Linked DNA regions of Mus musculus: regions 2 and 3 are each linked to region 1. Evidence: chromatin contacts called from public Hi-C and HiChIP or PLAC-seq data. All regions are on one chromosome and are shown on one strand. The core of a region is the stretch at or near the end of the contact, and the rest is flanking DNA. Distances in the headings are between cores, read along the strand shown. Region 1 holds the start of Cdc25a (cell division cycle 25A). Region 2 holds the start of Uqcrc1 (ubiquinol-cytochrome c reductase core protein 1). Region 3 overlaps Plxnb1 (plexin B1).

Region 1 (3,591 bases), core at 752-3,251:
GACTCCAGATGAATGTGAAGGCTGAACGGACACCTGGAGTGGTCAGGGGGATGGATGGTGGCCCATGCCTTTAACCACAGCACTCAAGAGGCAAGAGGCCAATGTGATCTACATGGTGAGACCCTGTCTCAAAATAAATAAATTGATTTAATTAAATTCTTAAAAATAAGTGGCTTAGTGGTTAGTAGCACTTGGTGCTCCTGTAGAGGGGACAAATTCAGTTCCCAGCAGCCATATCAGGCAGCTCACAATGGCCTGTAACTCCAGCTCCAGCGGCTCTGATGCCTTCTGATCTAAACACACACGAGCACATACATAGACACACATGAACAGTAATGGCAATACCTGAATCGGTCGATTCTGAGGAGCCCATTCTCTGTAGACTGCTGTTATTTCTCACTTCCATTTTCTCACAGTCACTGAAACCAAGAGAGGCACCTCCACATGAGCAATTTCTAGCACATGATTAAAAAAAAGGTGACATACAGGCCACGAAGTAGCCAGGCTGCCACAAACCATCTTTGAGAGACCAAGCCAAGGACACCCCACTTGGCCACCCAGAATACCCCAGTTGGCATTTAAACAAAGAAAGGAGTGAGTGGTTTGGCCTTGGGCCACATTGTCAGACAGGCCTGTGGCAAGGGCTGGGTTTCCTTAAAGGAGAGCCTCAGTCTGAGGTTCTGAGTGAGCCAGGAGTAAGGGCAAAGGTGACTAGGCCAGGAGTCCCAGCTTTTCAGGGTTTGCAAAAGTTGTAAGACAAGTTTAGGAGGCGAAATACCCAACATCGAAGGAAAAGCAACTTCACTAAAAATAGTGTTAAGCATTTTTGTTAGTGATAGTGGTGTAGGACTACAAAGTCCTCGAAGATTTCCAATATGGAAAAGTTAGGTAAAAAGTGATAGCTTAAAAAAGGTAGTAGATGGGTAGATACAAGAAACGTGCCGGCCAGGTGGCTGCATAGATTTTACACAAATGCAAGAAAAGAAAATGCCACGTCCCTTTGTTGAGAAGGAACAAAGCTTACAGGAAACTAAGATCCGGCGCGGGTGGTTCAGCAAAGAGGGCCTAGGAGGACCCATTCTCACCCTCCCTCCCAACCCCCATAAGGGTAGATTCCAAAGACTTTTCTGGAATAGAGACAGCGTAGAGAGAAATCTGAAAGGGGTGAACAAGACAGGATGCCCAGCAGGCTTCCTCGATCTCCGCGGTCTGGCTCTTGGCTGAGGATAGCCCTGGACTATCCGAACGGCCTCTCCCGCCCAACATTCCGCCCGGGAGGGAGGGTGCACATGGCGGGCCCTAGCCAGGCCATTCCGGGTCGGAGCATCAGAACCAAGTGGACAGACTCTGTTTCCTGCTGGATCATCCCGAGGGCCGACCAGAGGCCAGCGGCCTGGGGCATCGCTCGCTGGTCTCTCACCTGCCCAGTCCTTCCAGCTGGTCCATGGTGACCGTCAGGTTGGTGACAGGGGACAGTCCGCCAGCAGCTGACGCGCCAAACAGCATCTTCCCCGTGGGCTGCGGCGCAGGCGTGGGGCTGCAAGCGAAGAACAGGCGGCGGCGGTGGGGGGGCTCCGGGCCCAGTTCCATGGCGCCGCCGGGCCTGCCCGGACTCCCGCTCCGTCTTCCTCCGCCTCCGCTGCGCCGGGCCCCGCCCCGCTGGCACCGGCTTCAGCCGCGTGCCACGCCACCAGCGCCCGCGGGTCAAACACAAACACGACCCCGCGGTTCAGAGACGCGGCCGCCACGGGCAGCGGCGCGGACCGGCGAGCGTAGGGGACTCGGCAGGCGCCAGGCACAAGCACCGGTGCTTCCCTCTCTGTCCCGCGAGGCCCGCAGGCGGGCGGGCGCCTGCAACCTCAAGATTAAATCCAAACAAACTCCGTGGAGGAAGAGTCTTGAGACCACCGCTCCGACTAACTCGCCTCACTTTTTTTCTCCCTCCTTGCTCCGTAGCCGGCTCGCAGAGAAGGAACCTTCACTTCCCTCACCACCAAAGTGGCCTTAGCGTTAATTGCTGCACACTCAGGATAGCCGCCGCCCCGCCCCTTTCCTAGTTGGCGCCAAACGGAATTCACCAATCAGGAAGCAAACTTCTCCTCGCTCCCGAATGACAGCTGAGCCGGACCAATGAGAAGGAAAGGAGGAAGCGTCTCGTGGGCCTCCTCGAGGTCACGCCCTCTCTCGGTGGGGGCGAAGCCTGAAGAGTTGGGAGGTGGCTGAAATGAGAAAGGAGTCAATGAAACTTTCTGTGGGGGCGCTAGTCCCTACCGAAAGGCCCCGCTCTTTTTCAGTTGCATGCTGGGTAGTGTAGTTCCTACAGCGTGTGCTACACACCTGTCTGAGCTACTGAGCATAGTGCTGTGCACTTTTTTTTTTTTTTTTTTTTTTTTTTTTTTTTTTTTTAGGAGACAGAGAGACTAGGGAAGGCCATCTGGACCAGGCGTTGGCTCTTCTCTAACTGTGTGGTACAGTACCATGGATCCTGGATCCCTCTTTTCCTTCACAGGACTTCAGGCTCTGATTTTGTCTTTCTTTTTTTCTTTTTCGAGACTGGGTTTCTCTGTGTAGCCCTAGCTGTCCTCGAACCCGCTCTGTAGACCAGTCTGGCCTCGAATTCAGATCGATCTGCCTCTGTCTCTGCCTCTCGAATGCTGAAATTAAAGGCATGTGCCACCATTCCTGCTCCAGACTCTGATTAATTAATTTAATTAATTTTTGAAATAGGGACTTTTTTTTTTAATAGCCCGGGCTGAAACAGGAGTAGTTGAGAGCTATGATCCACAGATAGCAAGCAGAGAGAAGGGGGTGGGGGGAGGTGGGATGGAGAAAGGAAGAGGGAGAGGGAGGGAGGGAGGGAGGGAGGGAGGGAGGAAGAGAGAGAGAGAGAGAGAGAGAGAGAGAGAGAGAGAGAGAGAGAGAGAGAGAGAGACTTTGCCTGGTGTGGGTTTTTAAGAACTCAAAACCCACTCCCATCTACACACCTGTTCCAACAAGGCCACACCTTCTCTAAAATCCCTCCCAAACAGTTGGGGATCAAGCATTCAATCATATGAGCCCATGGGAGCCATTCAAATCACTGTAAAAGTACTAGGCAACATTTAGTGTTTATGTACATGACAGTGTTTCATGTGTGATAACTCTACTAGTGTACTTAATCTTTACAAGTCTTACATCACAAAAATAATTCCAGGAGGGACCAGAGTGAAGGGAAGGTAGTTACTTTATTCACTATTTAGATGAATAACCATTATATCACAAGACATGGTTATGGGCTTCTTAAGTATCTTCACTATGGCCATATTTGTGATTCCATATATTTTTCTTTTGAGACAGGGTCCCGTGCAGTCAGGCTGGCTTTGGACTCTCTATAGTCAAGGATGGCCTTGAATTTGATCTCCCAGTTCACCACTGAACTTAGTTTTGTGCTTGTTAGGTAAACACTTCTAAGTAAGCTACATCCCACCCTACCCCCATTGAGCTTCCCCAGTTACATTGCTCAAAGGATGTAATTTGAGCTGGGGAAGGTGAGAAATACCTGCAACTACAGAATGTGGGAGTTGGAAGCAGAAATTTAAAGTCACCTTCAGC
Region 2 (3,591 bases), core at 425-2,924, 940 kb after region 1:
TTTTTCTGATTACTCTAAATCTTTTGTTTTTTGTTTTAAGAATCCTTACTTCTGAGCTAGGCATTGGAGGCTCATGCCTTTCTTCCCAGCACTTGGGGAGCAGAGGCAGATGGATCTCCGAGTTCGAGGCCTGCCTGCTCTACAGAGTGAGCTCCAGGACAGCCAGGACGACACAGAGAAACCCTATCTTAAAAAAGAAAAAAAAAAAAAAAAAAAAGGAGAAAAAAAATTTTTATTTTTACGTATGTGTACGTGGGATGGTGAGACTGTGTAGGGTTAGGAACCGCTCTTCCACAGGACCCAGGTTCAATTCCCAGCACCCTCACGGTGGCTCACAACCACCTGTAACTCCAGTTCTGTTTTTTTTTTTTTAGATTTGTTTATTTATTTATTTATTTATTATATGTAAGTACACTGTAGCTGTCTTCAGACGCACCAGAAGAGGGCATCAGATCTCATTACGGGTGGTTGTGAGCCACCATGTGGTTGCTGGGATTTGAACTCCGGACCTTCGGAAGAGCAGTCGGGTGCTCTTACCCACTGAGCCATCTCACCAGCCCTCTGGGGGTTCTAATATCCTTTTCCAACCTCCAAGGGCATTATGTACAGACATGGTGCACATACACACATGTAAGCCACTCGTGTAGGTAAAAGTAAGACCGGCTTAGACACACTAGTCTCCACCCCTCAGAGTATTGGTGTTAGACCTAAATCACAACACTGAGGACTCCAAATTCAGATACCCATGTTTGAGTACCAAGCTCTTTACCCACTGGGCCATCTTCCCCGTCCTTCAGAGGCATTTCTTGAAGTGTATTCCTGGCTACGTCTACAAATTACATAGCCTAGGTGGTGAGTCTAACAGACCTGGATGTCTTTCTGTAAATAACCTAAAGTCTGTGAAATCTCATTCTTTTTCGTGGCAAGAGAATAATCTCTTCTCTCGGGGAGGTAGAACGAAAAGCTGGAGGAGAGAATTCGGCCCCGTCTTTGGCAAGCACCATAATGTTGGCTGCCGGGTTAAGGCAGGGTTGAAGTCAGGTACAGGGATAAGCCCCGGCAGTAAGCCAGTCTCCACCCAAAACATGTAAGACTGGAGCCCAAGGTCACATCCCAACCTGGGACAACACGGCGGGCCTCACCTAGAGGACTGGCGCACACTTACCGTGCAGGTAGCATGCGAGGACTGCTCCGAGGCCACACGCAGCCCGTTGTCCAAGATGCTGACCTGGGTCTCCGGCACGCTCTGGAGGGCCTGGGCGAAGGTTGCGGTACCCCGCAAGGCAGGTAACCTCAGCAGGGCCGGCTAAAGGGAGAAGGCGACCATTGCAAGAACTGCTCGCCAAGCCTCTGGGACCTCGGCTCTCAAACCCAAGCCAGAGCAGATAACCATCCCCGCCCTCCGCCATGACCTTCCCACGGCCCTGACCCCCGCGACCTCCCCACTCCGACCCGCCACTGCTGAGACAGCCTGCTCCTCATCTGTGTACGAAAGCCCTGGGCCCTGCAGCCCAACGTCTCACTGCCACCTCACCGAGCGGCGGGTGCGAAGTAGCACTTGCGTCCCGGAGCAGGCCGCTCGGCAGACTGCGGACGCCGCCATCTTCTAACTTCCGTCAGTGTAGAGCCGCGCTGCGCATGCGCAGAGCGGAGTCTGAGGCGCAAGCGCTGTAAGGAAGACTTGGTGCTCAGTCGCCCCCTGTTGGGCAGCAAGTACGTTAGCAAGAATTGATCGCATGTAGTCATTTGGTCCGTGTGCCTCTAGGATCTTCGGGACATTTATCAACCTGCGAGGGAGGGGCCCTTCATCTGGTCCCATCTGAGACAGGTTCTATTCATCACCTTCTTCCACCTGAGGGAGGCGGTATGCAACTGTGGGAGATGCATTGTACGCCAGCAGCAGCTCTGAAACCTGGAGGGCAGTGGCTAGGCACAATTGAGCCCAAGGGCTAAAGCACTTGCCTGTCTGTGCAAGAAGGTGTCCACTAAAGTTAGTTTAAAAGAATAAAATATGCTTAAATGGTTGACTTGAAAGACGTTTAATAATATATTGCCAAATATATAGCACTTGGGAAATGGAGACACAGAAGAATCAGGAGTTCAAGGACATCCTCCTCTCTTGTGTAAGGAGTTCAAAACTACCCTGGGTTGTGTAAGACAGTGTCTCCAAAACGTAAGAAAAAAAACGTGTGTATGAAAAGAGGAACAATGTAGAGGTAATTTGTGGAATAGGGCTCCTTGTTTGGAATAAAATAACTAAGCAAAAAAGTTTTTTCTATTTTGTGATTATTTCAAAACTTTTTGTTTACTTTTTTTCTTAATTTTTTATTATTTAAATGCATTTTATACATCAAACATATTAATAATGTTGAGTACTTTGAGAATCAAATAATCCATAAATTTTTTTCAACTTTTATATTCATATCCTTTCATACCCTAAAATATCATTAATGAATATTTAATACTATCCATAACTGAGGATCCTATATCTAATGTTGAATACTAAATTGTTTCAAAACATGCAAAATATTCTTTGGGAGTTAAGCATAGTAAAAGAGCATAAAATATTAAAAATTAATCATTAAGAAATATATTCATGAGTTCGAGGCCAGCCTGGTCTACAAAGTGAGTTCCAGGACAGCCAGGGCTACACAGAGAAACCCTGTTTCAACAAAACAAAACAATAAAAAATGAGTTACAGGGACAAAGTTTGGAGTAGAGACTAAAGGAATGACCATCCAGAGACTGCCCCACCTGGGGATCCATCCCATAAACAACCACCAAACCCAGACACGATTGCGGATGCCAACAAGAGCTTGCTGGCAGGAGCCTGATAACGCTGTCTCCTGAAAGGCTCTCCCAGTGCTTGACAAATACAGAAGTGGATGCTCACAGCCATCTATTGGATGCGAAGCACAGGGTCCCCAATGAAGGAGCTGGAGAAAGGACCCAAGGAGCTGAAGGGGTTTGCAGCCCCATAGGAGAAACAATTATATGAACTAGCCAGTACTCCCCAGAGCTTCCTGGGACTAAATCACCAATCAAAGAAACCACATGGTGGGACTCATGGCTCTAGCTGCATATATAGCAGAGAATGGCCTAGTCGGACATCAATGGGAGGAGAGGCCCTTGGTCCTGTGACGGTTCTATGCCCCAGTATAGGGGAATGCCAGGGCCAGGAAGCAGGAGTGGGTGGGTTGAGAAGCAGGGGGAGCGGGGAGTGGATAGGGGGTTTTCAGACGGGAAACTAGGAAAGGGTATAATATTTGAAGTGTAAATAAAGAAAATATCTAATAAAAATAAAAACATATATATGTGTGTGTGTGTGTGTATGTGTGTTCAAAAGCCCTTATATGATACCACCTGACATAGTGAGAGAGTATTTAAAATGCATTATATATCTGTGTACATTGTCTAACAACCAGTTTACTTAAAAAAAATTATCAGTGTTTGTAGGAGAGAAATTATTTTACCATTAAGTATATTTTAAAATTTTCAAAATGGCAAAAACTCTTTGAAGTTAAACATTAAGAAAATGCTAATTTCAAGCACAGTGAGAAAAATTATCAATAATAAAAAAAAAACTATCTG
Region 3 (3,591 bases), core at 717-3,216, 760 kb after region 1:
CTCCCACCCTGGCCTCCCAGGTACTCAGATTACAGGTGGGCACCACCGTGCCTAGCAAGGACAGAAAACTTTTTACAAGTTAATGAGCTGAGCAGTGCTTGTGCCTTTGATCTCAGCACTGAGGAGGCAGAGGCAGGTAGATATGTGAGTTTGAGGCCAGGCTGGTTTATGTGGCAAGTTCCAGGACAGCCAGGGCTACACAGAGAAACCCTGTCTCAAAAAACAGAAACAAACAAAAATTAATGTTTTGCCTTCATGTGTGTGCATCATGTATGTGCCACAGAGGCCCAAAGAGCATATTGGATCTCCTGGGCTTGGAGTGGTACATAGTTGTGAACTATCACATAGTAGAACTATCACACGTAGATGTGTATCATATGTGTGATGGGAATAAAACATGGATCCTTTGTAAGAATATCCAGTGCTCTTAACTGCTGAGCAGGAAACAGATCCAGCTAGGCCTGGTGGCATGGAGCTGTAATCTCAGCATTTGAGAGGCTGAAGCAGGAAGATTACTGTAAAAGCCAGCAGAGACCCTTTCTTGAAAAGTCTACATATAGATTTAAGAATTTGTATAGACTTGTAATCACGTACATTCGTAGCACGGGAGAGTAGGTATACAGGAGTCAAGTGCCCACAGAGGCCAGAAGGCATCACATGCCCCAGAAATGGAATTACAGTTGTGAGCCACTAGATGCGGGTGCCTGAGAACTGAACTCAGGTCCCATGGAGGAGCAAATGCTTTCTAGCCACTGAGCTGTCTTTCCGGCCCTGTATGTTTGAGACAGGGTCTCTGAAAAGGGATGAAGCCGTGGACCCGTGCTTTAGGTGGCCGAGGTGGTTTGTTTGCATGTGTGCTTTTTACCGTGTTATCCTACAGGAGCCTGGCAATGCAGATACTGTAGGCCTTACTGCCAACAGAAGACAAGACAGACCTCTGCCGTGCTGTGCCCCAGGGTAGCCCAGTCCCTCTGAGCCTCAGTCAGCAGGCCCCTAGGGTGTTGTTGCCCATTGCCAGGGTTCCAAGTGTCTTCCAAAGCGATCGCAGAGCTAATCAGCATAGCACAGCTGTAACAGCCACAGACACCCTTCTTCCATTTAAAACAACAATGAGGGCTGGAGAGTCAGCTCAGCGGTTCCGAGCACTGGCTGCTCTTCCAGAGGTCCTGAGTTCAATTCCCAGCAACCACATGGTGGCTCACAACCATCTGTAATGGGATCCAACCTTCTTTGGGTGTGTCTGAAGACACTGTACTCACATAAAATAAACAAACCTTAATATATATTTCCTTCCTTTAAAAAAAAAAAAAAACACTATACAGTGTGCTGGGTGTGGTGACGCACACCTTTAGTTCCAAAGCTCAGGAGACAGAGCGCTGTGAGTTCAGTGTCAGGCTGGTCTACACAGCAAGCTTCAGGCCAGCCAGGGAGAAATAGAATCCCTGTCTCATAAAGAATTTTTTTTGTTTTGTTTTTTTGTTTTTTCTCTGTGTAGCCCCAGCTGTCCTGGAACTCACTCTGTAGACCAGGCTGGCCTCAAACTCAGAAATCCGCCTGCCTCTGCCTCTGCCTCCCGAGCGCTGGGATTCATACGTATCTAATCATCTGGACAGTCACCCAGCGTTTAAAGTGGCGGGGGGATGAGAAACGTGGGACCTTAGCACACTATCACACTTTGTGGGAAACAATGAGGGCATACCTTTGCAAAGTGAGAGTGAAAAGGGGGAGAGACTGAGCAAACTGTATTACAAACAGTCTATATTGAAACTGGCCGGGCCCCAGGTGAGCCACCGCCAAGTCCTGTTGGCACTGGCCTTGCCACCCTCAGCCGTGGCAATCGAGTGAAGACTTAGCTTCCTCTCTGAAGTGGTAACATTTTTATTTTCATGACATCTTCTATCACAGTGTTCTGTGAGGGTGAGACAGGAGTGACTCAGAGCACGTTCCATACTCGCCCATCCCATGAGCACACGCCCAAGCACGCAGGTACACGGCCTTCCTCTGCAGGAACCCTTACCGCCTCAGAGGACTCCCAAAGACTGCAGAAGCTCAAGCCTGGAGCAGAGGTGTGTCTCTGTCACCATCCCTGCCATGTTGACTTAAAAGGTGCCTCCCTTCCTGTATCTGTCTGAAGTCTAGCCAAGACCTCATTCCCCCTGTCAGCCCTGTTCTCTGAGACTGTCAACAACATAGTTGGTCGGAGTAGCCACTGGGGGAGGCAAAACCATTCTGCGTGAGGATAAAATCTGAACTAAGACAACTATCATTAGTACTAAAGTTCACATGCTCCCAAAAGAGGGCCTGACTGCTGGCCGTCTGTGACTGTGGTTCCCCACATCTGGCAGGCATGGGGAAGATGGGATCTGACAGAAATAGTCACTGTGATTACCCCTGGCATGAAAACCAAAATGGCTCCTGCGATCTTGAAGACAAAGATTCTAAAAGACAGCAAGAAGGGACTCTTGGAATTGTATCAGCCCATGTCTTCAAACACTTGGGGAAGAGCTTGAGGTTGGCCAGATCACTGGCTATACACATGAGCCAAGGTGGAGCTCTCTGAGGATGCCACGACCCTTGCCTGGTGAAGCCAATGGCATTCTCAACCGCCAGCTGCCAAGTGCACCACAGTACCATGGTCTTGAAGCTCACTTGTAGCTTCTAACAGGAAAATACCACAAGGTAGCTACTACACAGGCAGGTGAGTAGCTCTGAGCTCCTGCCTCAGGTACCTTAACATGGACAGCAATGTGGAAACTGGAATCCAGAAACAGGGTCATGGACCTGAGACCCACACTGCCTGGAATCGCCTTTAATAACGCCATACTTCCCCAATTCTTTTAAAAATTCATGGAACATGAATGGCAAAGTTACCACGACCTGCAATCAAGGTGGACCCCTTAAAGATGGGGGACAGAACCCCACATCTCAGGCCCCAACTCTCCCTGAGCCTTATTGTGCTTTAAGTTCTCCTTTCTGGGGAGTGTTGCCTCTGGCAGACCCTACCTAGGAGCCGGAGAGAGCTTGCCAACCTCATGGTGGCCTTCCGTGGGTGTCAGGGGACCCTTCAGAGCACGATGCCCACATCTCCCAGCAGCTGCCAGTTCTATCTTAGCAGAGGGGCTGGTGAGTCCATACCATGTGTTATCCTTTAATGAAGAGCTATAGCATCAATGGGTCACTGCTCTCCCCAAGGCTCCCCTGAAGCAGCTGTCCCTCCCCACCAGCCACCTGGAAGACAGGGTGGTCCTGAGGCACCAACCCTGCTGAGGCAGCAGCAGCCTAGAAATGCATCTCTTTCTCTCTCTCTCTCTCTCTCTCTCTCCCCCCCCCCTCTCTCTCTCCTGGGAATTGGCAACAGGGAACAAGGACAAAGGAAGCGAAACTTGAGGTCAAGGAGGATGGATGAAGAAGACAGGAAGTGGGCGGGCGGGTTCTCTTCCTTCCTCTGTGATTCCCAATGGGACATAGGTCAGTGCTCAAGAACAGTACAGTCTCCCCAGGGGCCTGGAGGGCCTACCAGACATTCTCTGGAAACCTTAAGTCCCCAGCTCCCTGCAGGCTGGCGTCACCCAGGAAGTAGGTCAGAGAGTC

What was found. A called contact is a pair of places that touch in the nucleus more often than the background predicts. HiChIP or PLAC-seq counts read pairs in DNA pulled down with a chosen protein or histone mark.
Region 2: a Hi-C map of LSK cells shows a contact between it and region 1, with 5 times the contacts expected there. The contact joins the promoter of Uqcrc1 here to the promoter of Cdc25a in region 1. A contact is called at or near these places in 11 of 39 promoter capture datasets (the C10 cell line, the HPC-7 cell line, cranial neural crest and 7 more), 2 of 484 Hi-C or Micro-C datasets (CD4 T cells and LSK cells), 8 of 115 datasets of contacts at active chromatin or transcription factors (acute myeloid leukemia, astrocytes, embryonic forebrain and 5 more) and 2 of 9 other capture datasets (adipose tissue and liver).
Region 3: an H3K4me3 HiChIP or PLAC-seq map of pro-B cells shows a contact between it and region 1, with 8 times the contacts expected there. The contact joins the enhancer-like site here to the promoter of Cdc25a in region 1. A contact is called at or near these places in 20 of 39 promoter capture datasets (the 3T3-L1 cell line, 3T3-L1-derived adipocytes, the C10 cell line and 13 more), 1 of 15 datasets of contacts at CTCF or cohesin (embryonic stem cells), 28 of 484 Hi-C or Micro-C datasets (the AtT-20 cell line, the Ba/F3 cell line, CD4 T cells and 17 more), 13 of 115 datasets of contacts at active chromatin or transcription factors (T-cell acute lymphoblastic leukemia, astrocytes, craniofacial prominence and 8 more) and 1 of 9 other capture datasets (embryonic stem cells).

What each region holds. Positions count from the first base shown.
Region 1 is chr9:109,873,989-109,877,579 of GRCm38.p6, reverse strand. It overlaps Cdc25a (cell division cycle 25A), which reads right to left and starts at 2,001. Exons shown (of 15, transcript NM_007658.3): 1 at 1,421-2,001; 2 at 346-419. The coding sequence starts at 1,590.
Region 2 is chr9:108,934,731-108,938,321 of GRCm38.p6, reverse strand. Uqcrc1 (ubiquinol-cytochrome c reductase core protein 1) reads right to left here and starts at 1,674. Exons shown (of 13, transcript NM_025407.2): 1 at 1,535-1,674; 2 at 1,166-1,306. The coding sequence starts at 1,603.
Region 3 is chr9:109,118,181-109,121,771 of GRCm38.p6, reverse strand. Plxnb1 (plexin B1) reads right to left here. Exons shown (of 38, transcript NM_172775.2): 38 at 1,857-3,591. Among named protein-coding and RNA genes, the nearest start is that of Gm39423, 2.7 kb to the left of the region's middle. Within about 2 kb of position 1,966, at least 26 of the 459 cell types and tissues checked have an H3K27ac peak or open chromatin away from gene starts, as enhancers often do. A contact at or near this core is called in pre-B cells and pro-B cells, where this site is marked.